Linked DNA regions of Gossypium hirsutum: all the other regions are linked to region 3. A link is a contact called in public Hi-C data. All regions are on one chromosome and are shown on one strand. The core of a region is the stretch at or near the end of the contact, and the rest is flanking DNA. Distances in the headings are between cores, read along the strand shown.

Region 1 (5,018 bases), core at 1,257-3,756, 380 kb after region 3:
TGGTGGCAGCAGCATTATGTTGTAGGCATTAGAGCTTCAGATCGATCCTAAGAAGCCCCAACCTCTTTCCCTAATTATAAAAAAGAAAAAAATTCATCCATAGTTTTCACCTTTAATCCAAAAAAGAATATTAACTTTTCACCGTTAAAATTAATGACTATACTAAATTTAATTAATGCTTTGAATAAATTTATAAATTAAATAATATAATATAAAATTTTAATGGACTAATTTTGTAAATAATTAAAAATAGTAGGAGACATTAGAATTAAAAAAAATCCTATTCTTAAAAAAAAAAGTGTAACAAAATCTTATAAAGTAGCATTTATAGTTTAATAACATATAACCTAACAAATATAATTATGCCCTCACTTAAAATCAGGTTTTGATCCTTGTTAGACAACAAAATACCCATCATAACTTTTTTCTTGTCGGGATTGGGACACCTACATACTGGTGTTGCGACATCCTCGACAGTCTACTCAATTGGCTTATTGGGTCCTTCACGACATTAGCTTTTAGTGTCATGACATTGTCCTTAGGTGGCTTGACTACTTCATTTTCTAGTGTTGTGGTTGATGCTGCGACATCATTAACCCAATGTGACGACCACGAGTGCTGGTGTCGCGACCTTGGAGGTAACCACCTCGAATGTGCAATTTCTTGAAGTCCTACACTTTAGTCGATGGCAAAGGTATTGGTGTCACAACATTGGCTCCTCAATGTCATGATTTTGACTCCAGTTGAAGCTCAATTTTTTATTTTTACATAAACTAAGTACATAAAAATTAAATCTTTAATGGCATAAATTTACCATTTTATTAAAGCATAAAACATGATAAAAACTATAATTAAAAATAAAATCTATTAACTATAAAAATGTAATAAAAGACACAATAAAGTAATTGAAAATAAATAGTATGTAAATGCCACAAATGATCAGCATCTTTATTATAAAGCAAAATATATTATATATGAGTGAATCTAGATTTTTTTTTTCCTCTGGATTTGAAAAAAAAAATGTAGAAAGTAGAAATATGCAATTAAAAAACTAACTTTGATTTTCATTTGTTGATTGATAGTGAATTTTTTTTTTTTGACTTTGATCCTAATGAAATGGACTCTTTTCTGATATCATCAAAGTTTTAAAATATTCGATTAATAAATAGTTATAGATAAAATTTATAATATATAATTATTAAATTAAATTAATTTGATAAATTAATTTTTTTAAATTTTTATTTATTCAGTTAACTATTTATTTTAAATATAAAATTTTAAAAATATCAACTTAATTAATTGTTATAGATAATAAGGATAATATATAATTGAAATATTAAAAAAATTATTTAATTAACTATTTGGTTATACATAAAATTTTTAAAATACTAACTTAACAAATAGTTAAGTTAAATAGATATATACACTTCTTTCACATTAAAAATATTAGTATATGCCCTTGAGTTTTAGCTCGATTGGTATAAGCATTGTTGCTAATATAGGATAACGTGGGTTTGAGTGCATTAAAGCGCACTATCCATTCTATTTATGGGCTGCGGAGAGTCTATGAATAGTTCTAGGCATTGTGTTAAAAAGAACAGATATGATCAGAACCTCTAATAAAATTGTTCCAAAAAAAAATTAGTATATGCTAATAATTAAATCAAAGAATATATAAATTAAATTATACAGATAAATTAACTTTATAAAAATAATATTTATCTAATTAAACATTTATCTAATTTTTAAAATTTATGTTAACTAATTAATTAAATATGTATTTTAAACATTAAATTAACTTAAAATTTAATTATAGATAATATATAAAATATTAAAATAAACACTAATCTAGATATCATAAATCATTATTTTAAATAAATAAAAATTTATTTATTTAAGTTAAATTAATGGATTAATTAACTATAATAAATTTAATTTAACTTAAATAATGGCTTTAAAAACTATAGAAATTATATTTGTAAAAATATAGAAATTAAATAAAAAAATAGAAACACACCACTTGTCATCATTATATACTTGTGTACCTTATTTTATATATATATATATTATTAGATATAGTTGTTTAAGTTTAATTTAGTTCCAAATATAAATTTAAAATTATCTATATTTATAAATTGACTAATTAAACTTATTTAGACCCAATCATATATATATATTATTCTTAAGAGTATATATTTGTATTTTTATGTGATATTTAGTAATTATATATGTATGTTTTTTTACTATTTATATGTTTTTAATTAAAATTTTAAATAAAATAGTTTAATATATTTTTAATATTTACATTATAATAAAATATTTAATTTCATATGATATAAATTACATTAAAAAAAATATTTTATAAAAGTCGAGTTAAATCAAAACTTTTATTCACATGATATTTTAAATTTAATATATTTTGTTCAAATACCCCCAATTATTGAGTCGGCCTAGGAAATAGGTCAATTTATAACCCATCCCATTGGACACTCTCAAAGTCCTTGCTCCGAATTCATTTGGGTTTGTAGCTCTAGATGGACTACTTAGCCCATTACCACTTCAATAATCCTTTATATTTAATAGAAAAGAGTTAGGAAATCTATGATTCAAATTTACATTGTTTACCAATGTAAGGTAAATTTGTTGGTTTTAAAATACTTAAATATTGTGACAAGGTAAGGTAAATTTGTTCCACCCATTTTATCTAAACAAGGATTTAAAGAGACGAATAGCATCTTGATCAATGAAGACAAAAGGCGGTTTCCATACACAAATTTAGACGCGTTTTCTAAGGGAAGAACTTCTGATCTTGATTTCCCTTTCAGATTGATCCAGAGGCAAGAGGTATGCTACTAATTGCTGGGTTGGGATCAGTTTTGGGATTGGGAGAGAAGGAACCTTTTGAAGCCTTTTACTTTAATTTATTGGTTCATAACCCTACCATTATTACTTGAGAAAATTATCGATATGTTGATTTTTTTTAAAAAGAAAAAAAAAAGGGATGTAGACTACTTTTTTAGTATGTAGGGAAATATGTCATTTTTCCTAGTGTGTCATGAAAGTGTGCTATGGGGTACACGCTTTTGCAAAATGCTTCATACAAGATGCATTTTTCATCATATGATTAAATATTGATGTTTTCATATTTGTTCGATTCCCTTTTTAATATTTTGTGTTTTTTTTATTCATGTTGTTTCAATCTTTTTATTTTAATTTTGTTTCAAGCTTTTTTTATTTTAACTTCAATTTTTTTTGGAGTTTTGTTAATTTTAATTTTGTTTCAAGCTTTTTATTTTATTTTCTAATTTTTAATTAAAAAACATGTCTTTTTTTTCAATATTTTTAATTTTAATTTTAATTAATAATTCCTTTATTTATATAAATAAAACAATAAATATGTATTATATAATAAAATATATATTTTTGATATATATTATTATGTTAAATTTAATTTAATTTTTAAGAACATCAACTACTTTTTTAAATATATATTTTTATTTATACTTTTAAATGTCAAATATTTATTTTTTCCAACTACGTTGTGGGTATGGTAAATTCTAATATTATAAAATCAAACAATGATGTTTTTAATTTATTTTACACATAAAAAAATTGTATTTACTAAAAATAATGATATTTGAAATAATTAATTAATTTTATAATTTTATAATTTTCCATACCCATAATGTAGGTGAAAAAACAATGATATTTGAAATAATGGTTTTATTTTATAATATTAGAATTTACAATATCCACGATATAGGTAAAAAAAATAAAAATTTGAAATAAAAATATAAATCAAGAAAAATATATTAAAAAATTAATTGATGTTTTTAAAATATAAAATATATTTAACATAATGATATATAAAATATTTTTTAATTATATAATTACATGTTTATTATTTTGTTTTTATAAATAAAGGAGTTATTAATTAAAAATATGAATTAAAAATAAAATTTTAAAAACTTGAAGACAACCTATTTATTAATTAAAAACATTAATTAAAAATTAAAATAAAAAAGCTTTAAACAACATGAATTAATTTAATTAAAAGTATTAATTAAAAAGTAAAAATTAGAAATTTCCAACAATCTCTTAGCCTAATGGTAAGAATATTTAGTTATAGGTATGAAACTTGGATTCGATTTCAACCAACCCCATTCTTCTCCCCAGTTATCAAAAAAGAAAAGTAAAATTTAAAAATTAAAATAAAAAAAAAGCTTGAACCATAATTAAAAAAAATCCAAACAACATGAATAAAAAAAAAAAACCCAAAATGCTGAAAGGAGAAGTCGAACTTGGGCCACATGCATGAAAGCACCAACATTTAACCAATGAAAAGGACTTCTTGTATAAAGTGTATTACAAAAGCACAACCCGATGGCGTCTAGAGGTGTCCATGGGTCGGGTTGAACCTAAGCATTATATTAATATACTTTATGCTTGCCCTAGCTCAACCCGACTTGAAATGTAGATCTAAAATTTTGTCAAAGCTAGTTCATATTTGCAAAAGACTAACTGAATCCCATTTTAGGTTTGCCCATACTATTTTTTAAAAAATTTAAAAAATATTTATATTATTTTAATTTAATATTTAATAATGTTATACAATTTTCTATTTATTAAATTTTTTTATATAATTATCTTAACATTATTTTAATGTTTACATTATAGTAGTATTATATATTTAGTATAGGTTTTATTTTTTCTAATGTATTATAAATGAGATAATATATAAAAATAACATAATATAAAGTATTATAAACTTAAAAATGGGTCGGGTCGGGCCGGGCCGGGCCGGGCTAGGCTCAGGCCTTAAATGTTCAAACCCGAGCTCAACTCATATTTTAAATAGGCCTAATTTGTTTTTTTACCTAAGCCCATTTTTCAGGCCTAATATTTTTCCAAAACCCTCCCAAATTTCAGACAGACCTTTGGACCTAGACAAGTAGCGTGACCTATGAACAAGTCTAATGGCGTCCTTTCTTGCCATGTCAACAAAAATAACCTATTTT
Region 2 (4,478 bases), core at 1,891-4,390, 320 kb after region 3:
AATAAATGGCATGAGCCAATTGTTGAATAAAATCATTTATTGAAAAAGGCTGCATAACGTAAAATTGACGAATTCAAACTAAATTAAAAAAACATTATATGTTGATTTATTTATTTACCGTACTCTCCACTTATAATCTATTGGTAAAACTACCAAGTTACAAAATGTGGTACAACACCAATTGAGACAAATAATTTGAACTAAGAAAACCTTTTCAAAGTTTGTTTATAAAATTTTTTAAAAGAAAGAGAGAGAGGAAATTGAAAATTAGGGCAGGGTGGATAATATAGAAAGGGAGGCAGGTCCAAATTAGGAATTAGGATTATGATTTTGGATGGTGATTGAAAATGACATTATTATGTAACCAAAAATCAACCAACACCCTTCCCCATTATATTAACTAACGTTGACCTTTTGAGTAACGGTTGAAGTTAGGAAACCCCAGAGGTGGTCCTTATGCAATTACAACAATGAAAATTGGTCTAAAGAGAAATAAAATTCAGTTTAAATTACGAACAGATATAAATTTATTAAATCAAATTTTAATTAATAATTAATAATTTAATTGATTGGATTCTAAAAATATTAATTGCAATCAACATTCTTTGTATGATCATAATATATATTAAAATTAATTGGTTATTCTTAAATTTGAAGTCTCAATCATCTAATCTTAATTTAGCAATTATTGTATATGTACCCATACATTTATTATACAAAGCTACCAAACTCTGATTAGTAATAACTTGAAGCCTTTAGAGTAAGTACAATTGTAATTAAATTAGGGGTAAATTTTTTATTTACTGCTCACATTTCTATTTTCAACATCCATTTCAAAATTTTGTTATTTTACTTACTCCCATCACATAAATTATCAATTTTAATCACTCCACCATTAATTTAAGTTTGGTTACCAAATTGAATGTTAATATAGTCTAGTATAATAATAAAATCAACTCTCAATATTTACTTATTTTATTGATTAACAAACAAAACAAATCTAGCCTTTACTATTCACACATTATACCAATTTGGCCATGATTCTAAAAATTAAAAATTTTAAATTTTAAAAAATATATAAAATTCAAAATTATTAAATCTTAATATATTTTGGCACCTTCAATCTGCACTTTTCCTTCTTATCTTCCTCAATCAAGGCCAATTTTTGTTCCTCGTTACTCAAATATTTCTTTGTAGATTTTAATTGTTTAACTGATTTACCTCTTAAATCTTTCATATAGTTTTAATCTAACGTTGTTGGTTTCTTGTTTTCCTTTCTAATTTTTCTGAATTAATGCATAATTTATAATTTTTGAGCTTGGGGTTGGGGGAAACATCATAGAGAAAAAGTGGGAAGTAAATACAAGAAATAATAGTGAAAAGGTAGTGGAGATGAGATGATTTTAGATTGCAGTGTAAAGAAGATAGTGTTATTCTTATATTATTTGGTGCGCATTTTAAGTGATTCGTAATGAAAGTATTATCTAATTAATTTCTTTCCAAATTCTAAAAATTTACAAATTTTTCTTCTTACTATTTTAATTCAAATAAATAATCTAAATTTAAAATGAAAAAATAATTCATTTTTACAATAAAAAATAAAAGTCAAATTTAAATAACCTCAGAATGATAGGCATAGAAAGTATATTTGAGAAAACGAAAAAAGAAAAGAAAGATGGAAAGGAAAAGTGTGGATTTTGGGGAAGGCTGGTGTGAAAATATATTAAATTTTTTAAAAAATTTTAAATATATATTTTTTATAATTTTTTAGTATTTTATAAATTTTAATTTTTTTAATATTTATTTATTAATTTATATTTATATTTTCTTATTAAAATCATAACTAAAATAGTATAATATGTAAATATTAAGAGTTAAATTTGTTTTTTTTTAAATCATGATTAAATTAAGAAAATAGGTAAACATTAAGGACTAATTTTGTTATTATACAAAATCACGTCAACATTCCGTTTGATGACTCAACTCATTTAAATCATAAAATGATTTAAATTGACAATTTATCCAATAAAAATGACAAAAATAATAATTTTTTAAAATAAGTGAAAAAAAATGAAAAAAACAAGTAAACTCGGGTCATAAATAAGGTAATTTACTCATAAAATAGTGTTTAAGTGAGTGATGGCATGTGGATGGATGAAGTGAAGTAATGAGGAAGTGATGCTTTCTGAGCTGTGCTTTCTAGTATTTAGGTTTGTTGTTATGAGTAAGAACAAAATTAGAGGAAAGTCCAAAAGAATCTTCACTGTTGTTGTATCATTGTATTTGTTTAGTGGTCTTATTGCTTCGGTTGTCCCATACCAGTATCCCCATCACCAACAAAAAAAAAATTACATTTTTTTTTATTATGATTTCAAGCTTACCAATAATCTCATCTAGGTAAACCCAAAAGAAGGATGGCAGGTCCGACTTTGGGGAGGGAAAAATATTCAGACACATATATAAGTTAAAAGAGTACTTAGAATTTAAGGACTAAGTTGTATTAAATTAGTACTTCTATTATAATATAAAATAATTTAAAATTTTATATTATTACAAAAAATTAAATAAATCTAAACTATAACAGAATTAACATTTTCTGTATAAAAAATATTTTAAAAAATATTTTTTACAATTGTAATTTAGTTCTAAACAAAAGACTTTATTTAGAAAACTATAAGCACTTTAAAAAAATTAACTTTGTTAAACAGTAAATAATATTTTTTTAAATATTAAATGTTAATTCTATTCTAATTTAACTTTATTTGATTTTTTATAATAATATAATGACTAAATTTACCCATTTAATAATAGAGTGATTAATCTCCTAATTGCTTTTTTTTTTCTTTTTTTCTTTTTTTGATAAAAAGACCCAATGGTCAACATCATTTTATAACATCCCTTAAAATAAAATCATGGAATTCCGAAGGATAATCCATATCAAAATCCGTAATACAATTCTGGACATTAGCCCAATTACAAAGACTATCCGCAACTTTGTTACAACCACGCGGGGTCCAAACAAAACTAAAGCTAAAATTACAGCACTGTTTCAGCTTATTAATGATATCCTTGGTGCAATGGCCCATAGTTGAATAGTCAATTTTTGTTTTATTGAGTTGGTTGATCAAGCCCACACAATCCGACTCAAAAATCAGCTTGGTCCAACTTTTAGTCTGGGCGAAAATAATGCTCTCCTCCAACGCATGCAGCTTGGCGCATTCGGCTTGAACTTTCTTCTCCAGCACACCCGCTCGACCGTCGAGAACAAAGCCTTCATGGTCCCTCGCCACAATACCGAAGCAGATCTTCCTCCCATTCGTATTAGCGTCGAAATTAATTTTAACCATCCCTTGGTCAGGCTTCCACCAGCCCTGCTCTCTTTCCGGTTTCGAAATCATCGGGCACTCTAAAAAGTTGAAAATGAGGAAATCACGACTTAAAGCAGCAGCACTGTCCCAGGTCACCATGGCACCGTCCTCCTTGTCATGGAAAACTTTATTATTCCGACTATTCCAAATGTTCCACAGCACCGTAATCAAGTCAGAGAACGCCTTCTTATCTATCATGCGAGCCACATCCTCGAGCCAATCCACACACCTATTGTAAGTGCCTTCGAGAACTTTATTATTTAAACCACCATGGACCAAGACCGCCCTAGCCCTCGGGCAATCTTTCATAGCATGGATGAGGGTCTCCTTGTCGCTCCCACATCTCGGACAATTGCTTTTAACCTCCTTCTGAATGCTAGAAATTTTATCATACGTAGGGAGAATATCATACCCTAAACGCCAGCAAAAAATCTTAATTTTCGGGAGGGTTTGAATTTTCCAGGCCAATCTCCAAAAGATCCGATGAGGGCCATACCCCACATGCTTCAGCGTCAACCAGGAGTAAGCAGACTTGGTAGAATAGTAACCAAAGGGGTTATGGTACCAGATACGATAATCATCAGGACTATTATGGAAAAGGGGGATTTTACATATTTGGTCCCCCAAAAAATCACCGTAGATCTCAAAAATCCTACTCTCGTTCGAGCCGTCTTTCTCATTATTCAACAGGTCACTCACCTTGTTCTCTTGGACCGCCTGTCTATCAAGTCTGATCGAGCACCCGAAAGCCCTTCGAATCCCCAATTGTCGGGCCAAATGTCGATCTTATCCCCCCGACCCACGATCCAACCAAAACCCTCATACAAAATACTCGCGGCTTTAGAAATGCTCTGCCACGTAAAGGAGGGTTTATTCCTAATTGCTTTCATATAGAAAGAGAGGGGGGATTATTATTTTGTGGAATAAAAAATCACAAGTCTAAAATAAAATCATTTGTTCTTAATATAGAAGAAGAAAGTTAGGGTAGGCTTGCTTGCGGATATTTTTTACTCCATTAGTGGTCTAAATAATTATTTATGCACATAATATTTTCAAAAATATAATATAGTAAATTTTAATTATAAATAAATATAAAAATCATAATTTTAA
Region 3 (4,826 bases), core at 63-2,562:
ACATAATTATACTACCTTGCCTTAGCATGCAAGTACGTATCATCCTGCAAGGAAAAAACCAGAATGCAACACAACTTGCATAGGCTTAATGACTACACACAAGAGAAATCGTGGAACCAAAATAAGGGACTCATGGTTATGTGAGTGCATTAAATATAAATCCCCAAAAGGGGAAGAAGATGAAATTAAGTTGCAATATTGAACAAGAAGATGAAATATTGTCCTTTTAGCAGAAACATTATTTCATTTATCTTCAATCAGTACAAGTTAAAGACACCTAGGCAAATGCATGTTTGCATCTACCTCCACAGGCTACCCAAACTAAATAGATTTTCCTCGACAATGCTTTGGCTGGTAAAATTATACAAAGCTAAGGTAATTCTATAAAAACTAGCATCAAATTCGTATACCATCTACATCAATGACATGTAATGATCATGAAAAAAAACTAACTTGGTAAAGATTCATATCTAACAAGGATGAAAAATCTACAAATATGTGGATCACTAGGGAAATACCAACAATTCAGCAGTGTTTGTTATCGTATTAAAACCAACAATTCATATCTTAGTTCAGAGCTAAGAGGTTTCAAACCAAACATTCTCAAATTCAGTTGATTAACCGAGGCCATTTTGCATAGCTAAGACAAAAAAAAATTATATAAAGAAATGCACATCTAGCTCTGGGCAAGGTTGCCACCACTTTGCTGCCATAGATTGATGATATCAGTGGCCTGATTGAGAAGGATAATCATCTTCTTCTGAGAAATCCAAGGCTTACTTTCTAGAGTGGCCTTGAGCTCTTCCCAGGCATCTTTCCTTGGCCAGAAGAAATATGGACTTAGAGGAACAGTGCCGTGGCCCGGTATGACTTGATCAAGGGCAAGCCCGATGTTCTTTTCCATCCATATGAATTTCAAAACCAGTCTTGGCTTTCCAACTTGCTTGACCACCACCTCAGGTTTCTGAGGAATGATGAAGTCGGATGGTGTTTCAGTCTCAGTGACAGCTTCCGTGGCAGCCGAAGCAGTTAGTGTTGGAGTTTTGATTGTTTTCTTCAAAATGGGATTTTTGTTAAGGCAAAAGGGGGTGTTAAAGGATTTCTGATAACGAAAGGAATGACAAGTGAAAGTAGTATGGAGTGTAGATGAAGTAGCCATGGATAACATTTTGTATTGCAGAATGAGAGAGAGATGTGACGATGCGAGTCTTAAAAGCTGCTTTGTGGAGAAAGGATAAGGGATATGGGGCAATGGTAGGAATAGGAGGACATTGGCTTGGATTGGATCCTATGTTTTAATTATACTCGGTTTGCTCCTTTAACCTCTTAGCTCTATACTTTGATATAATTTCTTCTTCAAATTTCTTTTTAATTTGTTATTAACATATATGTATGTCTTAACCAAATGAGCGCTCTATATTATGTTATAATACGATACATCTGTTCATGGGTCGGTTATTCATTTAAGCCCAAAGTTCTGTTTAAAATTTAGGAGGATTTAGACAAAAATAATAAGTCTAAAAAATGAGCTTAAATAAAAAAATTAATTCCGTTTAAAATATGGGTCAGACTTGGGCTTTAAACATTCAAAAGCCTAACCTGACTCGGCTCGATCCGTTTTAAGTTTATAATATTTATATTATGTTATTTTTATATATTATGAAATTTAGAACTCAATAAAAAAAATAAACCTATACTCTAATGTAAATATTAAAATAATGTTAAGGTGACTATATAAAAAATTCAATAAATAAAAAAATGTATAAAATTATTAAATATTAAAATAATATAATATAAGTTTTTTTAAATTAAAAAAATAATATGGACGAGTCTAAAATAAGTTTGGGTTAGTCTTTTACAAATATGGACGGGTTTGAGCAAAATTTTAAATTCAAATTTTTGGTCAAACTGAACTTAAACAAATATAAAATATATTAATATTACGCTTAAACTGGAGATAACCTACCAATAAACTCCTCTAAATACAAGTTATGGTGCTCATAAATTACATTACTTATTATCTTAAATTAACGCCATTTATTTTAATAAAGAAACATATCGGTATGCTTGTTTATGTTTAAACTTTAATTTCAATATAGTGGAACCCAATTTTGATATATGCAGGTGAATTTTATATTATTTAAACTTATACTTATATTTAAATATTTTATTGAGTTAGTGTTATTTTTAATTGTTCACCAATTTAATTATTAAATTATAAAAATATTTAAAAAAAGGATATAATTAATATTGTCGAAACTATTTTTTTAGAAAACGGGGTCGACTTTGATTTTGAAAATGAAAACAAACAATGGGAGTCGCCACCAATCCTTTTTTATGAGGTGTGATCGGGTCACCTTAAATTAATCATTTTAATAAAAGTTAAGATTTACTAAAACGATAATTTTTGGTCTACGAGAATCAAAAAATGAGTTCGGGAGTTGGTTACGTACGAGGAAGGATTAGCACCCTCGTGATGCCCAAAAATTGGTACCTAGTTGATTAATTAGTGTCTTAGTGTCGAAACTTTGAAAACTTGAAAGACTTTAAAATACGATCCCTCTTTTTGTAGAAACACTTGAATGTTAAAGATCTTCTCGTCTCGAAATAATAAAATGTCACATCCAGTAAGTTGGGACACAACATCTTGAATTTTCGAGAACGAGCTTGCCTTTTATTTAAAATTTGTGTATTTTAACCTATTAAAAGGGTATCCGATTATTTAGAGTAAACGAGAAAAATCGAAACCCAGTAAGTTAGGGCACGATATCTTGAATTTCTAAATATCGAATATTACCTTTGTTTGCAAAAATCTTATCTCGGGGTATCAAGATATCATATCCAATAAGTTAGGACACAACACATCGTATCTCCGAGAATAAGTATTTTATTCAAAACTCGTGTTGTGATTTTAAAAGAATATTTCATTATTTTAGATTAAATAAGAAAAATCGAAATCTAGTAAGTTAGGGCACGATTTTTTGGAATTTCTAAATATGGAATATTGCTTTTATGAAAAAATTATTTTAATGTATCGAGAAAAAATATGACGTGATTTATAGTGAAATATAAAAGCAAATTATGGTACTAATACGTATAATAGCATGATAATAGGTGCGACAATATCAATAACAATAATATGAGCAATTATAAAAAGATGAAATAAAAGCAAGGCTAGTAATAAAAATAAAATAAAACAAATGCATAAAGAAAATGAAATAAGCAAATATATAAGTACATAAATAAATATATATATATATAAAACATGACAAAATAAAAATGACAATGATAACAAAAACGATAGTAATAATAATATTGATAATAATACTAATGATAATAATAAGAGTAATAATAAGAATATTAATATTAGTATTAATAATAATGATAATAATAATAGAAAATAAAAATAAAATAATATAGTAATAGTAATAAAAAAATATAATAATAATAATAGTAATTTAATACAATAGTAATAATAATAAAAGGGTGATAATAATATATTAAATAGTAAAATAAATAATAGTAACAGCAATTTAAAAAAGATAATAGTAATAATAAAATAAAAAATAACAATAATACATTATTAATAATAAAATCAGGAATAATAATAACAACAATAGTATAAAAAAAATTAGTAATAACGATCATAGTGATAATAATACAAAGTTACTAACATAATAATAGCAAATAAGTGAGCATGAAAACATAAATATAATTATAGTAACAATAATATTAAACTAGTTAATGAAATAGCAAAAAGAATAAAAAGGGACCAAAATAAAAGAAATGAACTTTAAGGGATAAATTAAGAAAGAAAAGCTGGATTTTGGACTAAAACGAGACACGTGTAAGGGAGGAGGGACTCATCAGGGAAATATCCCTTGTCCCAAAACGCACAGTCCCTTGGGGGACTAAATCGAAACAAAGTCGAAATTAAAGGAAAAAAATTAAAAGTAAAAAAGATTAGATTAAGACATGACAAAAATGTGGAAGGCCTTAAAGCGTAAATAACCCTTTTTAAAAAAAAGAGTGGATCCTTCAGGCGAGTCGAGTTGTGCATGCGGGTGAAGATGAAACGGCGTCGTTTTGATTCTGGGGCATAAAGCCCAAAACGGTACCGTTTTAGTACCAGTATTTAAACCAAAATTTACTCTTTTATTTTTTATTTTTTATTTTTCAACACTTCTCAAAAAAGAAAAAAAACAAAGGGAAAACCTCTCAAACTATCTCCCCCTTTCAGCATCCGGCCAAGGTCCGATCATCGGCCTGACGTCGTTCGCCGGAAATGAAAAGGTAAAATTTTTATTTTATTTTTATTTTAAATATATATGTATCCCTATATATATATATCATTTTTTTAAAGAGAAAAAAAATATGTACGTATGAATAGATTCAAAAAAGAAAAAAAGAAAAAAAAACACCTTGGTAGATCGCTTGATTCCGTTTTTGCTTTTGTTTGTAAGTTTCTTTTGTATTCCAAAAAGTTCCCCTTTACAATCTGATTTCTAGGCTTTTATATAGCCATTTTACAAGAGATTTTTTTTTATATTATTGCTGTCACTTCTATATTTATTTTTGCAGGTGCAAGTGGATGGTGGCCACAGTGGCGGTGGCAGAAGGTGGTTGAAGGTAGAAGGCCCTAGGTGCGGCGCACCTAGGGTTTGAAATTTCTGATTTTTTTCTTTTCTTTCTTTTTTTGTGTTGTTTTTAGGTGTTGTTGGGTTTGACTGATTGGGCTTTTAGTTTGGGATGGGTTTGTTTTACGAGCCCAGACAAAAATGGGCTAGTACAAATATTATAACGATAATACTTTTGTTTATCTATAT

What was found. A called contact is a pair of places that touch in the nucleus more often than the background predicts.
Region 1: a contact with region 3 is called in a Hi-C map of leaf, with 1.9 times the contacts expected there. The contact joins the enhancer-like site here to the promoter of LOC121203073 in region 3. A contact is called at or near these places in 2 of 34 Hi-C or Micro-C datasets (hypocotyl and leaf).
Region 2: a contact with region 3 is called in a Hi-C map of leaf, with 2.6 times the contacts expected there. The contact joins the enhancer-like site here to the promoter of LOC121203073 in region 3. A contact is called at or near these places in 12 of 34 Hi-C or Micro-C datasets (callus, hypocotyl, leaf and 1 more).

What each region holds. Positions count from the first base shown.
Region 1 is chrA03:56,495,710-56,500,727 of Gossypium_hirsutum_v2.1, forward strand. No RefSeq gene overlaps it. Among protein-coding and RNA genes, the nearest start is that of LOC121217708, 33 kb to the left of the region's middle. Within about 2 kb of position 2,507, at least 6 of the 9 cell types and tissues checked have an H3K27ac peak or open chromatin away from gene starts, as enhancers often do. A contact at or near this core is called in leaf, where this site is marked.
Region 2 is chrA03:56,439,046-56,443,523 of Gossypium_hirsutum_v2.1, forward strand. No RefSeq gene overlaps it. Among protein-coding and RNA genes, the nearest start is that of LOC121217708, 24 kb to the right of the region's middle. Within about 2 kb of position 3,141, at least 4 of the 9 cell types and tissues checked have an H3K27ac peak or open chromatin away from gene starts, as enhancers often do. A contact at or near this core is called in hypocotyl and leaf, where this site is marked.
Region 3 is chrA03:56,119,182-56,124,007 of Gossypium_hirsutum_v2.1, forward strand. It overlaps LOC121203073 (30S ribosomal protein 3, chloroplastic), which reads right to left and starts at 1,313. Exons shown (of 1, transcript XM_041099147.1): 1 at 516-1,313. The coding sequence starts at 1,168. The coding sequence ends at 677.